Linked DNA regions of Mus musculus: regions 1 and 3 are each linked to region 2. Evidence: chromatin contacts called from public HiChIP or PLAC-seq data. All regions are on one chromosome and are shown on one strand. The core of a region is the stretch at or near the end of the contact, and the rest is flanking DNA. Distances in the headings are between cores, read along the strand shown.

The links. HiChIP or PLAC-seq counts read pairs in DNA pulled down with a chosen protein or histone mark.
Region 1: a contact with region 2 is called in an HNF4G HiChIP or PLAC-seq map of pancreatic cancer cells. The contact joins the promoter of Tmem54 here to the promoter of Serinc2 in region 2. A contact is called at or near these places in 1 of 39 promoter capture datasets (liver) and 1 of 115 datasets of contacts at active chromatin or transcription factors (pancreatic cancer cells).
Region 3: an H3K4me3 HiChIP or PLAC-seq map of embryonic forebrain shows a contact between it and region 2, with 5 times the contacts expected there. The contact joins the promoter of Ptpru here to the promoter of Serinc2 in region 2. A contact is called at or near these places in 4 of 39 promoter capture datasets (embryonic stem cells, hippocampal neurons and liver), 1 of 115 datasets of contacts at active chromatin or transcription factors (embryonic forebrain) and 1 of 9 other capture datasets (embryonic stem cells).

What each region holds. Positions count from the first base shown.
Region 1 is chr4:129,103,559-129,108,249 of GRCm38.p6, reverse strand. Tmem54 (transmembrane protein 54) reads right to left here and starts at 2,720. Exons shown (of 6, transcript NM_025452.4): 1 at 2,519-2,720; 2 at 1-39. The coding sequence starts at 2,534.
Region 2 is chr4:130,273,117-130,277,773 of GRCm38.p6, reverse strand. Serinc2 (serine incorporator 2) reads left to right here and starts at 2,188. Exons shown (of 10, transcript NM_172702.3): 1 at 2,188-2,316. The coding sequence starts at 2,278. Gm34957 (a long non-coding RNA gene) reads right to left here and starts at 4,499. Exons shown (of 2, transcript XR_376686.3): 1 at 1,840-4,499.
Region 3 is chr4:131,835,991-131,840,361 of GRCm38.p6, reverse strand. It overlaps Ptpru (protein tyrosine phosphatase, receptor type, U), which reads left to right and starts at 2,084. Exons shown (of 31, transcript NM_001083119.2): 1 at 2,084-2,278. The coding sequence starts at 2,206.

The DNA of each region.
Region 1 (4,691 bases), core at 1,471-3,970, 1.2 Mb after region 2:
TCATCAGCACCTTCCGGAACTCATCCACATTCAGGCTACCTGCGGGGGACACAGGTCGGGATCGGGGTGAGGCGCCTCCTGCTGGGTGGTGTAGGACATCTGAGCCTCCCCTGTTTCTCTAAAAGCTTCACGGTTGGTGCTTAGTGTGAAATTGGAAAAACGCACAGGAGATCCACACAACTGTCCTTGTTAACTCTTGTGTTCTGAGTAGCAGTGATCACTGAGTCTCCCAGCCACCCAGTCATCCACTCAACTGCTCCATATATAAAAGCGCTCTGTACACCTGTCCCATGCCATGCACTAGGAGAGCCGTGAGCCCAGTATATACTGTCCAGGCCCCGAGGAGCCTGCAGTGCACTGGGCAGGAGTCAGGCCTTGCTCAGCAGTCAGTTCGGTAGATGGAGCCTGGCACACACAGTACTTAATGTGCAGCTGCTAAGTGGAGCTATCGAGAGCCGTCTAGACTCTGCTTCTCTTCCTGGAGAGGAAAAGAGCCCTTGTTTCTCAGTGTGGACAAAGTCCATGGGTGAACAGGAAATCGGGGACCCAGTGCAGGCTGTGCTTAACTGGGGTTGGGACCAGGAGGGACTTTGGCAACAACCACACTTTCTGAGTGGCCAAGTCCTATCCCGTTCACATAGCAGGAAGCCCTCCTCCCCTGAAATGCTCTCTGCTCCAACATCACACATGGCTCTTGGCCATGCCACCTGGATGCCTGCCCCCACCCTGGGCTCTGAGTTTAGCCAGCTCTGAGAAACTGCAAGAGTGTGGTTGGCCCTCAGTTAAGCAGAGCCCTTCCTTCCGGTCCTGCTCCCAATAGGCTCTGACTTTGAGACCCTCCACGTGCGGCAGAGAAATTTAGCCCTGTTCCCTATACGTGAATGAAAACAAGAAACGGCTAAAGAATCATTAAGTGGACATTCTCTGGGCAATTGCAGGGGCCAAGGAGGCCAAGAGGACTCATAATCCTGTATTTAGGAGACTGAAGCAGGAGGATTGTTGCAAAGTCAGGACCAACTTAGTTACAGAGTGAGACTCTGCCTAAAAAAAATAAAATAAAATAAAATAATTATTTGTTTATTTTGGTGGTGTAGCCACTGGTAAGTCGCCTATGTTGCAGTAACAGCCCCCCCCCCGCCACCGAAAAAAAGAAAAATTATTGTAAGCAACCCTAATTAAACTCAGTAACACACAGAGAGAGAGAGAGAGAGAGAGAGAGAGAGAGAGAGAGAGAGGGAGGGAGAGAGAGAGAGACGGGAGGAAGAGCTTTGAGGAGCAAGGAGGAGCCTGTTACAGACTCACTGTGGACCTGGTACCAGCCTGTCCTGTTCAGAGGTAACCCCGGATTTTTTCTGCATAGAGCCAGGTGAGGTTCCCCTAACTGCTCTCCGAGCTCTCCTTTAGCTTGCAGGCCCTGGGACTGTCATCTCAGCAGAGGACAGACCATGGACTGGAAAGGCACGAGGAACTGGAATGGCCTTGTGAAGATGAACAGCTGGCCAAACAGGAAGAGGAATTGCAGCCTTGTTCCAGGGGCCTCCTGGGTCCCACCCTGTCCACCCACCCCATCCACCTACCCATCAGCCAGCCACTACTGGGCTTTGGCTGGGCTCAAGAAACAGCAGCATCTCTGGACCAAGGCTTTGGTCAGACAAGAAGGCTAGGGTTGCTTGCTTTAGTCAGAGCGCCCTAGGCTGGTTTTGGTTCTTCGTTCTCATGCTGGGAACACTGGGCAAGTGGCTGGTGTAGTGCTAAGCGTTTATTAGCAGACCGGAACTTCATCCTGGTCAAGAGGTGGGTGCAACGGTCTTCATTTTACCAAGGAGAAATAGGCATGGCTCGAAAGATGTGTGTGCTGGAGAGTGGGAACGGAACCCCTTAGATCCCAAACAGCAGAGTTTGCCCAGGGCGTGGGGGAGGGGCGCACCAGTCTACTCTGTCAAGATGCTGGCTGACTGGCCTTTCCCTCCAGCTTGGCTGGATGAGAGGAAGGTATGGAAATGGCATCTTTGTAATGCTAAGGAGCCGGGATCCTGGACCCTACATCCACATCCCCATCTCTTCATCTCTCAGCATCTCTTCCCCTACCGGCGGATCCCGAAGCCTATCTAGCCTTGCCCCTTAGAAAGGAAAATAGGGCCAGGAGCTGGGGGTGCCACTGGCCCCACCAAAACCAGGCTTACTCAGAGCTGGGCCTCAGTGCCACAAACCTGGAGCCCCCAGCTGCTGGTCGTGGCGGAAGGAGTTCTAAGTTCTAAGTTAGAGTGAGCTAAGTACTGAGCTCTGGGCTAGTCCCTGAGCCTCGAAATGTTTAGGCTGGTGTGTAGCTCAGTGGTAGAGCACTTGCATAAAGGAAATAAAACCCAGCCGCTTGTCACCCCGCTTCTAAGGAAACTTAGGCTTGAGAGGAAAGTGACCTGAAGCAGGCCAGTACGTGAAGCAGGGTTGGGTGAAGCAGGCGGCTTGACTTCGGGTTGGGGTCCCCCCAGGAGTGGGTCTCCCGTTTGCCCCAGCTCACCTATGCGCAGACACATGTTGATCCCGGCCAGTGGCCCCGCGCTGGTCTCAGCGGGGTCTCGCTTCCATCCTTCTCCTCCGCGGCCTGCGCTCCTCTTCCCGCCCAAGCAGGCTCCTGGCGGCTCCCTTCCCTGCACCCCTCAGTCGCCCAGCCCGGCGTCCTGCGCGCGTTGCCGAGGCCGGTCGGACCGGCTGGGCGACCCCGGGACTGTGCGGCTGAGTCACGGCCACGCCCCTGCTGCTGAGCCAGGCGCCCGGCGCCAGGCCGCCCTCGTTCCTCCTCGCACGCCCATTCCACCGATGGACATTGAGGCTCTAAGGGGTCTCCATCGGCCGTGCTGGGAGCTGGTGGTGTTAGCATGTGAGCGCGACCCCGGATGGTGGTGATGGTGGTGGTGGTGGTGGTGAACAAGACACGGGCACATGGGCCAGGATGGAAGCTGGGAGTGAGCAGGAGCAACCAGGGGTCTGCTTTTTTAATCTACTGTGTGACTTCAGAACAATCGCTTTCCCTCGCTGGGTCTTCCTTTTTCTGGCGGAGGTGCCTCCTGGTCTCAGTCAGGTCTTCCATGTTGAGCAAGGTGCTTTTCCTTTCGGTCTTGGCGGTGGTGGGGTGATCTGTTTGCTCCTTGGAAAATCAAGGGTAATAATTCTTGTTTCCTGATATAAGGAAATGCAGCTATTAAATAAATTAATAAATAGATAGATAAATAAATAAATTGTAGGGATCAATGAGATGGCTCAGCCAGTAAAGTCCCTTAACCCTATAACCCGATAGCCTGATAGCCCCAGTTCCATCCCTGGGACCCACATGGAAAGGAGAGAACCGACTCCTGAAAGTTGTCCTCCGATTTCCACTGGAGCAGAATATGGCACTGACATACTACAGCACAAACATCTCTCTCTCTCTCTCACACACACACAGAGGTACACACACAGAGGCACACACATACAGAGGGGCGCGCGCGCGCACACACACACACACACACACACACACACACACACACACACACACACACACGACAGAGCCTCACTATGTACTATGTAGTCCTAACTGTCCTGGAACTCACTGTATAGACCAGGCTGGTCTTGAACTCACAGAGATCCTAGAATGTCTATTGTGGGGGCTGCCGAGTTGGCATTGGGTTATATCAAGTGTTAGATGGACTCTTGCTTCGTGATAGTGTCCCTGATGCAGACACAAGTCCTGTCCTCCTCCTTTGGGTTCAGATAGCTGGACACTCACATAGGACCATTTAGCCAGAGTGGTGAATAAACAGGTGGAACGCTCCCAGCCACATCTCTGCCAAGTATTCTGCCTTGGCCAAAGCACAGCACCTCCCTGGACCACCGAGGTCTTTGCAGCAGGCGTAACTGGTCTATTCTGTACCAGATCTGTTCTGTAGCCCATCAGCATAGTCTCCATGGACGAGGCTGTCCTGATGTCTACAGGTTCTCAGAGCCTGGTGACTGTGTGCCTATAGTGTCACCTGTAGTGACACCTCCTGTGTGCCTTGTGTCACCTGGATCAGCACATTCAGCTTCTAGCAGCAGGGGAGGGAGCTGAAGCCCCGGTGCTGTGGGCAGGACAACCGCAGGTCAGGCAGGCAGCTCTGGTCATTCCCAGCGGGTTGGTAAGTGGGCTTTCTTATCAGCTGACTTCTGAAGGGGACATTGTGCAATGGCGAAGGATAAGGAGACAGGATGGATGGAAGGGAAGATGGAGGCAGGTCATTAAGCCATTAGCTGGCGTCTTCCCTAGTGGGCATTAAATGTTATGTCCATGGGCATCTTTTAGCGGTCACTTAGCCAGCTGTTAGCCCTATTGCAAATGGCTACAGGCTCATAATTGTAGCCCAGAAACTCTATTTTTGGGTCTTTATCCTGCAAGAGATGTGGCTGTGATGATGTTTGTGGATGTGGGAGCTGTTCCTAATAGAAGCAGGGCACCAGAGTGGTAATGTTGGTAAGGACCTGAAGAAGGGCAGGGAGGCGGTCTGCTCTTTGCTTTACATATAGGTTCTTGCAATCTTACACATTGTTGCAACCTTACACGAAACATTGTTGCAACCTTATAAGAAACATTTATTCATGTCTTGTTTTTGCTGAAAAAGGAAGCCCCCCCCCCAATATGTCCCTCCACCTCTACCCTACCAATAGCTCTCAGATGACAG
Region 2 (4,657 bases), core at 939-3,438:
TGGATGGTGACCGTGCGGGGCCATTGGGTCAGGATGTTGTCACAGTGGAATGAGGAAGCAGCTCACATATCCATGCAAGCATCCTGCCTTGCTGCGTCTCCTCCTTGTGCATTGAGGGTACAGCCAGAGGTGAATTGGTGTGTGTGTGTGTGTGTGTGTGTGTGTGTGTGTGTGTGAGAGAGAGAGAGAGAGAGAGAGAGAGAGAGAGAGAGAGAGAGAGAAGAGATTGTTTTCAATCTCTTCTACTTTCCAAGAGAGGTATGAATGGCTAAGGACAGGCTTTGGGGATCTGAAGTCAGGGCCACCCTTAATGGCCTCCTAGCAGCAATAGCAGCGATTTCTGTGACCACAACCAGCCTTTGGTCAGTGCTAAGTTTACCAATAACACAAACCTCCGTTTTCCTCATGTGTGAATTGGGTCAGGGAATGAGTCTTTTTTGGGACAAACACGGACTCAAACGGTGCCATGAAAGAGTGTGGGGCTCTTGCTTGCGCTCCACTAAGTTGAATTATATGTGAGGTCTGCTGTTGTAGATGTGCCAGGGAAGTGGGCCGAGGTTCATTTCCAGTCAGGCTGGGTCCTGGGCTGGAGGATCTGGTTCTCTTCATCTAGAAGATGTGGGATGTGGGCAAAGCTTTGAAGGCACCACAGGTGGACAAGGAGAAGGACTTTCAGGAGGAAGGCACCAGGTGGGCTGACGTGTGGAGGAGGGAAAGTGCAGGGTATTTGCGGAACAGCCCTGGCACAATTACCAGCTCAGCCAGGTGCTGTATGAATCACTCGGGGAAGCAGTTAGGCCGGATCTTTGGCCCCTGCGGCCAGCCAAACCTATGGACTTCCTTCCCTAACATTATCTGGTCTAGAGTTGGTGGGGGAGAAGGCTGGGGTGAGCTACCATAATTACAGAACTCTGCTGCTGCGCCTCACACCCGATCCTGGGGATGACCTGCCAGGATGCCCTCTCACCCAGTGACCTCCTTAGCTAGGAGGTCATGGCTGTACACAGATAGGGAGTGAGGAGTGCTGAACAGAGTGTGTGTGTGTGTGTCTCTGTATGTGTCTCTCTCTGTGTGTATGTGTCTCTTTCTGTGTGTATGTCTATCTGCCTCTGTCTCTGTCTCTCTGTGTGCAGTGCTGAGCAGTGAGTGTGTGTGCCTGTGTGTATCTCTGTCTGTCTGTCTGTCTCTCTTATGTGTATATGTGTGTGTGTGGAGTGCTGAGCAGTGTGTGTGTGTGTGTGTGTGTGTGTGTGTATTTGTCTCTCTCTCTCTGTATATCTATCTGTGTTTCTCTCTCTCTCTCTCTCTCTCTCTCTCTCTCTCTCTCTCTCTCTCGTGTGTGTGTGTGTGTGTGTGTGTGTGTGTGTGTGTGTGTGATCCAAGACAGGTCCAGAGTTTGAAGACAAGGTGGATGGAGAGGAGAGGGTCTAAACAAGTACGAATCTGGGGCCTTAACAGGGATGGGAATGACACAGGCTTTTATTCATGGAGCAGTTGCTGTGTGTTCTAACAGCCCCATGAGGTTAGCACCTTTAGTTTCAATAGGGGAAACTGAGACTCAGAGAAGCAAAGTAGCCTCCCTTATCCTCCCTCTGTCTGTCCTTCTCTTCTTTCTTTCCGTAGGCAGGATCCCATGTAACCCAGGCTGACCTAGATCTGGCTATGCAGCCAAAGATAATTTTGAATTTGTGATTCCTGCCTCCTGAGTGCTGGGTTACAGGCGAGAGCCACCATGCCCAGTTTTATGTGGATCAAACCTAGGACTTCATGAATTCTCTGGAAACACTCTACCGACTCAGCTACATTACCATCCCCCCACCCCCTTGCCTAGTAATTTACCATTGAGCACCCATAGATTGGGCCGAGGTTTTCCGCCAAGATCCAAGGGCATCAGGGAAGACCACCTCTTACTTCCTCTAACAATGACAGTATTTGGGGTCGGTCACACAATGGCTCCTATGAAGTTCAAATCCAGATGTATTTCCAAATCCTCGCTTTGGTTCAGCAGACAATCCTAGCTCAGAGTTGAGTTGGGCTGTGCCCCTGTCGTTGCTGGACTTTCCCCATCTCAACCTCTTTAGGAAATGTCTGGCGCCAGTACCTGTCCCAGGTGAGTCCTAGGAGGCCCCGAGCGTCGCCGGAAAGTGACGAGCGGCTTCGGCAGGTGGGGCGGGGCTGGGGCGGGGATGGGTTTGGGGTGGGGCCAGCCAAGCGCCTGGAGTCCCACCGGATCCGGGATCCGAGGCCGGTGCCCCGAGCCCCGCGCCCCTCACCGCCATGGGGGCCTGTCTCGGGGCCTGCTCCCTGCTCAGCTGCGTGAGTGCCCACCTCGTCCCTGCCGCGGCCCCGCTCACTTTTTCTCTACCTTCTTCCTCCAAGTACTTTCTTCTTTTTGCTTCCTCCAAACTTGCCTTTCAGAGGCCCCACCGATGCCCTTCTTATCCTCATCCCCCAGCTGCTCCGCTTCGGCCGCGGTGCGCTGGACAGCTGGTGTCGCGGCTCGGGTGACCGCGGGGGAGGGGTGGGGCGCGGCCGGGCGCCTTTGGCGCCGTCACTCCGAGAACCGGGATACTGAGGCCGGCAGCGGGTGCGGGGAGCCCCGCGGCCATTGCGCGCTCCCCAGCTCAGAGCACCCCCAGGTTGCGTGGCGCGTCTCTCTCCAGGGCGCGGGACTCTTTGTGTAACTGGTAGGGTCCCGGCCCCGCTGAGCTTACTGTCTTTCTGGCAGAGCGTCTGTCATTCTGTCTGCCCCTGTCGCCTGGCTTAGTCTGTTCTTTTGTGTTTGTCCCGTTCACTTCTCTAGGATTCGGGCACTGTCTGTCTGTCTGAACGTCGTCGTAACCAGCTCCGTCTGCATCCTCTTTCGGCGCGCAGTCTGGCCCGCTCACTCTAGGGCACCCCCCCTGCAAGCGCTGGACCCTTTCCCTCCAGCTCGAGCTGGAAAGGAGATGGGGGTTGGGTAAGAAGGGTGGGCAGGAGCCCCCCCCCCCCCATCCCGCTCTTGAGCGAGGTTGGTGTCGGTTGTCACTGACTACCTGTGCCAAACTTTGGATTTGGAAAGATCCAGAAATTGAGGGAGGTTGCGTGTGTCCACCTGGTCGCCACTGTTGGGGACCAGGCGGGAGGCCAGCTCTGTTTTGGGGCAGCAACCAGCACAGGGGAGGGGACCCGGCCGGCCATAACCGGCCGGGAGGCCCCCACTTCCCCAGCCCCCTTTCTTTTCCTTCTTCCCCTCATTAAATCTGAGGCTCTTTCAGACAGCTCCCTCCCCTTCTGGCCCCACACAAAGAGGGGCGGAGAGGGCTCCCGCGGCTGGCTGCTGTAGGAAGGTTCGTTCAGGACTTGCATCCTTTGTCCCTGATTTGTGTGCGTGTTAGGAGCGGGTGCCCAGGAGAGAGCTGCGCATCTAGAGGTTTTCTTTGTAGCCATTTTCTGAGAGTGAGCTCAGTCTGGGGAGGCAGTGGCGTGGGTCCCTGGACACAGCTCTTGTCCTCTCTTGGGCCTCTCTTTCCACTGAAGTGGGGGGGGGGGGGAGAGGGAGAGACGGGTAGAGGGAGAGAGGGAGAGAGAGAGAAGCTTGAACAGGAGATCAGAGTAAGGCTATTCCTTGCTGATGCTCATACCCCTTCCTGGGACGGGTTTGCTTCCTGGTTAGGGAGGGAGACGTTCCCACTCACAGACCATGATTCCCATCTGGTCTTGCCTGGTTACCCGTGTCCTACTGGGAGAGGGGTTGTGAGGGCAGTTCAGCCAATCCTTCTATCCTGATCTCTCCATGCCTGAACTGAAGGCCACCGCAGTACCTCCTTTGGTATACTCTTGGTGATATGGGCAGATGAAAGGTGGAAACTGCCGCCCAGCTCCTGTGTACAGTGAGTGGGCATTGTGGGAGCTGTTGTCACCCAGGAGGAGACGTAGGTGGAGAATTCCATCCGGAGAACAGAGCCAAGATCAGCTCTGAGTCACCCAGTCTGCAGTCTACGGAGCTGAGGCCAGCCAGGACTGCTCAGACCCTCGGCTTCCTGGTCGGGTTTAACATCTGAAGTCAGGGAACTGAGAGATGGCTCAGCAGTTAAGAGCACTGGCTGTTGACTCAGAGACCCCAGGGTGGCTTCCCAGCACCCACATGGCAACTCACAATCATTTGTAACTCCAGTTCCAAGAGACATGATGACCTTTCTGATCCCCTCGGGCACTGCGTGCTCGTACTCATACACATAAAAAAATCTAAAATATAATTTTTAAGAGTCTGAAGCCAGGTGTAGTGATGCATGTCTGCCACCCCAGTATTCAGAATGTAGAGGCAGGGGCTGGAGAGATGGCTCCGAAGTTAAGAGCACTGACTGGCTGCCCTTCCAGAGGTCCTGAGTTCAATTCCCAGCAATCACACAGTAGCTCACAACCTTCTGTAATGGGATCTGATGCCCTTTTCTGGTGTGTCTGAAGACAGTGGCAATGTTCCCACATACATGAAATAAATAAATAAAATCTTAAAAAAAAAAAAAGAATGTAGAGGCAGAATTTCAAGATCTGCTTCTACTACATAGTGATTGTCAAGCAAGCCTGGGATATATATTCCCCTCTGGGAAAAAAAAATCTCACTCTTGGTCCAGGTGTCTTCTCTCATCCACACCCCCACCACATTCTGGGGGAGACT
Region 3 (4,371 bases), core at 835-3,334, 1.6 Mb before region 2:
TGTCTTGCCCATCACTTTTCCTTCCTCTACCTCTGTCTCATGGTGACTCTCAGTTTAATGCTCGGGTCCTCGAGAGCTGTGTCTTTGCTTCCTTGAGCAGCAGTTTGAGGACCCAAGGAGACCAGGGATGCTCAGTTCTTCCTTTTCTAGCCTCAGGGTAGCTTCTCAGTGTGAGCCAACTGAGGGAAGAGACAAGAAATAGGGAGGCCTTACAGACGCCAAGACCTGTACTTAAATGAGTTCCTTCAACATCTCTGCCCATTAGTTGTTGGGGGGAATGAAAGTAATAAACCAAAACTCAAGACTCTCCAGCGGCTGATCATTTTCTTAGTGTTTATTGACTCAAAATGTCTTCCGTATTCGGCTTTCTGTGTGGTCTGCAGGCCCTGGCAACTTTTCCAGTTGCACCTGCCGTTCCTCTTCACCCTTCCATTCGGGCTCCCTCTTAGACCAAGGCTCGCGCTTCGGGCTGGCTGCAGCGTTCCTTCCCATTGGTCTGGCTGGCTGCAGCGTTCCTTCCCATTGGTCTGGCTGGCTGCAGCATTCCTTCCCATTGGTGTGCTTGAGGCTGGCTCCTCACACGTCAGGTCTAAGATCACGTGGCATGGGGTCACATCCTTGGCAAAGGCGTCTGTCTTGGACTGTCTTTTCTGAAGCGTGACCCGACCCCCCCCCCCCATCTTTTAGTGTTCCTTGTTGCAAGAGCTTCATTTCCTTGAGGGCGCATGCCTCAGACTGAAGTTCCATATGTATTTATTTATCTGCGGCATGAAGTCTTCGTGAGAGCAAGGGCCCTCTCTGTAAGTACTCATCTATCAGTTACCCGCTCATTCATTACTCATCGAGTATGCGGGATACCAGGCCCCGGGGGAAAAAGCTTCCCTAGGGGGACACACATTCTAAACATGGGGGATATATACCAAGTCCATCACATAGCAGGCAGTCTGTTTAGAAGTGCAGCGATCCACTTTCCCTACTGTAGGTTCCAACCCCCCCCCCCACCCTCTCCTGCATCTTCCTCCTGAATGTAAGCTTCATGAGGGTGGGGATTTTAAAAAATATTTAAATTATATTTAAAATATAATTTTATATTTTATAAATATACACGGCCAGAAGTGCTGGTCTGATGCGCAGTTACAGGTGGTTGGACAAGGGTGCTGGGGATCCATCCTGAGCCCTTTGCAAGAGCCGCGTGCACGCACCTAACCACTGAGCCGTCTCTCTAGCTCCCGGAGATCAAGCCTTTGTTTTTTAATCTCCTCGGTAGTCTACAGTCATCACTGAACCAACAAGCCCATATCTATTCAGTATTTGAGAAGCAAATGGGTTTCCAGATGTGAGTCGGTTTTTGTTCGTTTGTTTACACATTTCGAACCAGACAACCTTGATTCAGATCTTGGTGTCGCCTCATACTGACACATAATCTTGAAAAAGTCACGCTCTATGATCTCAACTTTCTCAACTGTGTAATGGCATTAGAATGGTGTGTGTCCCCTAGGGCAATAGTGAAGATGAACAGAGTCCCAGAGAGAGGCACACATGGCACCTGGTCTTAAGTAGCCACTGACAACTATGCTGGTGGTTGTGCAAAAACTTGGACGGGGCAGAGTTCCAAATCTACTTACTCCGAGTAGCCGGAGGCTACTGTAGAGGCACGAGCGTCAGTAAGAGAGAAGTGAATTTCATATTACTGAAAGTAAACGGCAACATTCCAAAGGCCCAACAACGTTTCAGGTAGATGAAGAGTGCTCTGTCATTGGAGGGAGCTGGGAGTTTATGTTCAGAGTAGTCAAGGTAGGAAAAACTTAAGCAACTGAGGGAACAGAGGAGCCAAGGGTTCCTGGGTTACAGTCTCAGCCGTGGGCAACGGATGCGTTGAGAGTGCCGACCTGAACACCGGCACCGGCCGATGGATCTTGTCGACGGGGTGCGAGAGTGGGGGATGGGCACGCCAAGGCCGGCGGGCCCAGGGAACCGGGCCGCAGCGCGCGACACCACCAGCAGGGGACGCCTCGAGACCGCGGAACTCGCGCCCGGGGGCCTGACGTCAGCGCCCCGCTCGTTCGGGCTCCCGCTCTGGACTCGGCGCCAGTCCCGCTCCGCGCGGCACTGCTCCACTACGGCTCCCGCTCGCCTTGGGCTCCCGGTCGGGCTCCGGAGGCGTCGCCTCCCCAGCTGCGGGTCTCCAGGACCTAGGCGGCGGCCATGGCCCGGGCTCAGGCTCTGGTCCTGGCGCTCACCTTCCAGTTCTGCGCGCCTGAGACCGAGACTCCCGCAGGTAAGCGCGCGCGGTCCCTCCAAGCTTATCCCGCGAGTGCCCGGGGGGCCGGGGATGGCTTGTCGCTGGTGTCGGAGTGCTCCAAGCTTCTGTGGCCGCTGTGTCTGTAGTTTGTGTGCAAACTGAGGTTGAGTGTGTACCGCGGATGCGAGTGTGCTGGTGTGAGTGTCGCCTGCGTGGAGCACCGGGTGTGCGCTGGCTCATGTTTGTCCACGCTGCCAAGTGGGTTGTGTATCTGAGTTTCAGTGGCTTGGCTAGAGTTGCGTCTGATCCTGTGTTGCATTTGTTGGCTTTTTTTTTTGTATTCCCTAGGCGGGAGTACTGTTTGTTGCTGGTGCGTTTGAAAACCCGCGTGTTTGTTTATGCCTGTGCTGTGAGGACTCGGTGGATTGTGCCCAAGTGTGGGCCCGAGTGTGTGTGGTGTGTGTGTGTGTGTGTGTGTGTGCAGTCGTGGGAACCGGGTCGGAACCTGTGTGAGCTCTGTGCCCACGAGTGACCCTGTGGGAGTATTTGGGGTGTACGATGCTGTGTGGGTCCGTGTGAATGTCAGGGATGCGGGGAATACGTATGGGGGAGCGTGTCTGGAGTGGATGTGAGTGTGTCGGTGAGCGATGGTTTCGTGGCTAGGGACGCTGCGAGCTTGGGGTGCTCCTAGGCCGTGGTCGAGTGTGGCCGGGACCCGAGGGTGTGTGTGCATGTGTGTGTGCATATGTGAGTGTATGTGTGATCGCGCGCGCGCGTGTGCGTGGCGCACCCGGCCGGAACAAGTTGTCGCGGCGGCGTCCCCCGGAGGCTGGGGCGGCCCTGCGGCTGGCGAGGGAAGGAACGGGGAGAGACGTGGCTGTAGCCGCCGACTCCGACATTTCGGGCGGTTTGTTGTTTCGCAAGTTCCGAGCGGCGCTGGCTGGCGGCTGATCCGAGGAGGCGCCAGGGCCGCGGGGCGCCCGGGATGGGGAGGGCCGTGGGGCGCACCCGGTTGCGGGCGGGGCTGCGGCGTCGGGGCCCCCGCAGGGCCTGGCTGGAGGCCTCGGGACAGCGTCCCCATCGTAGCTCGTCAGAGGCGTTGGGGACGCCGCGGTCCCCGGGGACGCTGCCTGCGTCTGCTTTGCAACTTTGTGCGGCCTCCCGGCCAGTCGGGCACGCGCGTGCGGACGTGTGTGTGTTGTGTGTGTGTGCGTGTGTGCGTGTGTGCGTGTGTGTGTGTGTGTGAATGTGTGCATGGGCCTCCCCCTCGGCCTGCGGTGAGATCCCGTGCTTGAGTGTGCTTTGGAGCCTGGTGTCCTATGGAGGGTGTGTGCGTGTGCGTGCGTGCGTGTGTGTGTGTGTGTGTGTGTGCATTCCCATGTCTGAGTGTGTGTCCAGTGACTGTCTGTGCGACCGCGAGCGCATCGCATCGTGTGCTCTGTGAATGGAGTGTCAGTGTGCTTCTGTGTGTGCGCGCGCGTGGTCCACCGTCCTTTCCTGAGGCCTGGACCTCAGGCCTCGGCCCCTCTGGCGGGCGTGTGCCGGTCCTCTTCCAGGGTTTCCTCCTCCCCTGGCTCCCGCCACCGGCGTGAGGTAGCTGGGAGTCGCCCCGGGTGGAAGCAGAGCCGAGACACGCGCTGCCGCCTTGGGCCCAGGGAGAGACTCCAGGTCGCCTGCCTGCCCCAGACAACTGGCCTCCGGGGATCTCGTTCACCGCCCCGCCCCCGCTGGGGCGTCTCGGGAGCTGTCCTGGTCTTGCCCTGCAGCTTTGGGGTTGTACTGCTCAGCTTCAGTTTTGACCTCCTGGTATCAGAGAGGGTGATCCAGGCAACCTGCCTCTTAGACCTTTCTCAGGGCCGCGGGGCGCCCGGGATCTTTAAGATAGAACCCTTTTCATTCCCTCACTCGATCACCTTGATTTGAGAATACACACGATCATCAATTGCCCTGGTAGTAGACTGTCAGGATCAAGGTTTGAGAGTGAGAACTGCTGCAGGTTGTTCTCATTCTTGAGCCTCAGTTTCTCCGTGTGCTTCATGGTCTTAATAATGACCGCGTGTGATACTTGGTAGAATGTTAAGTCCCCTACTGAGAAGCTGAGGAGAAGATGGGTTGGGGGTGTGTGTGTG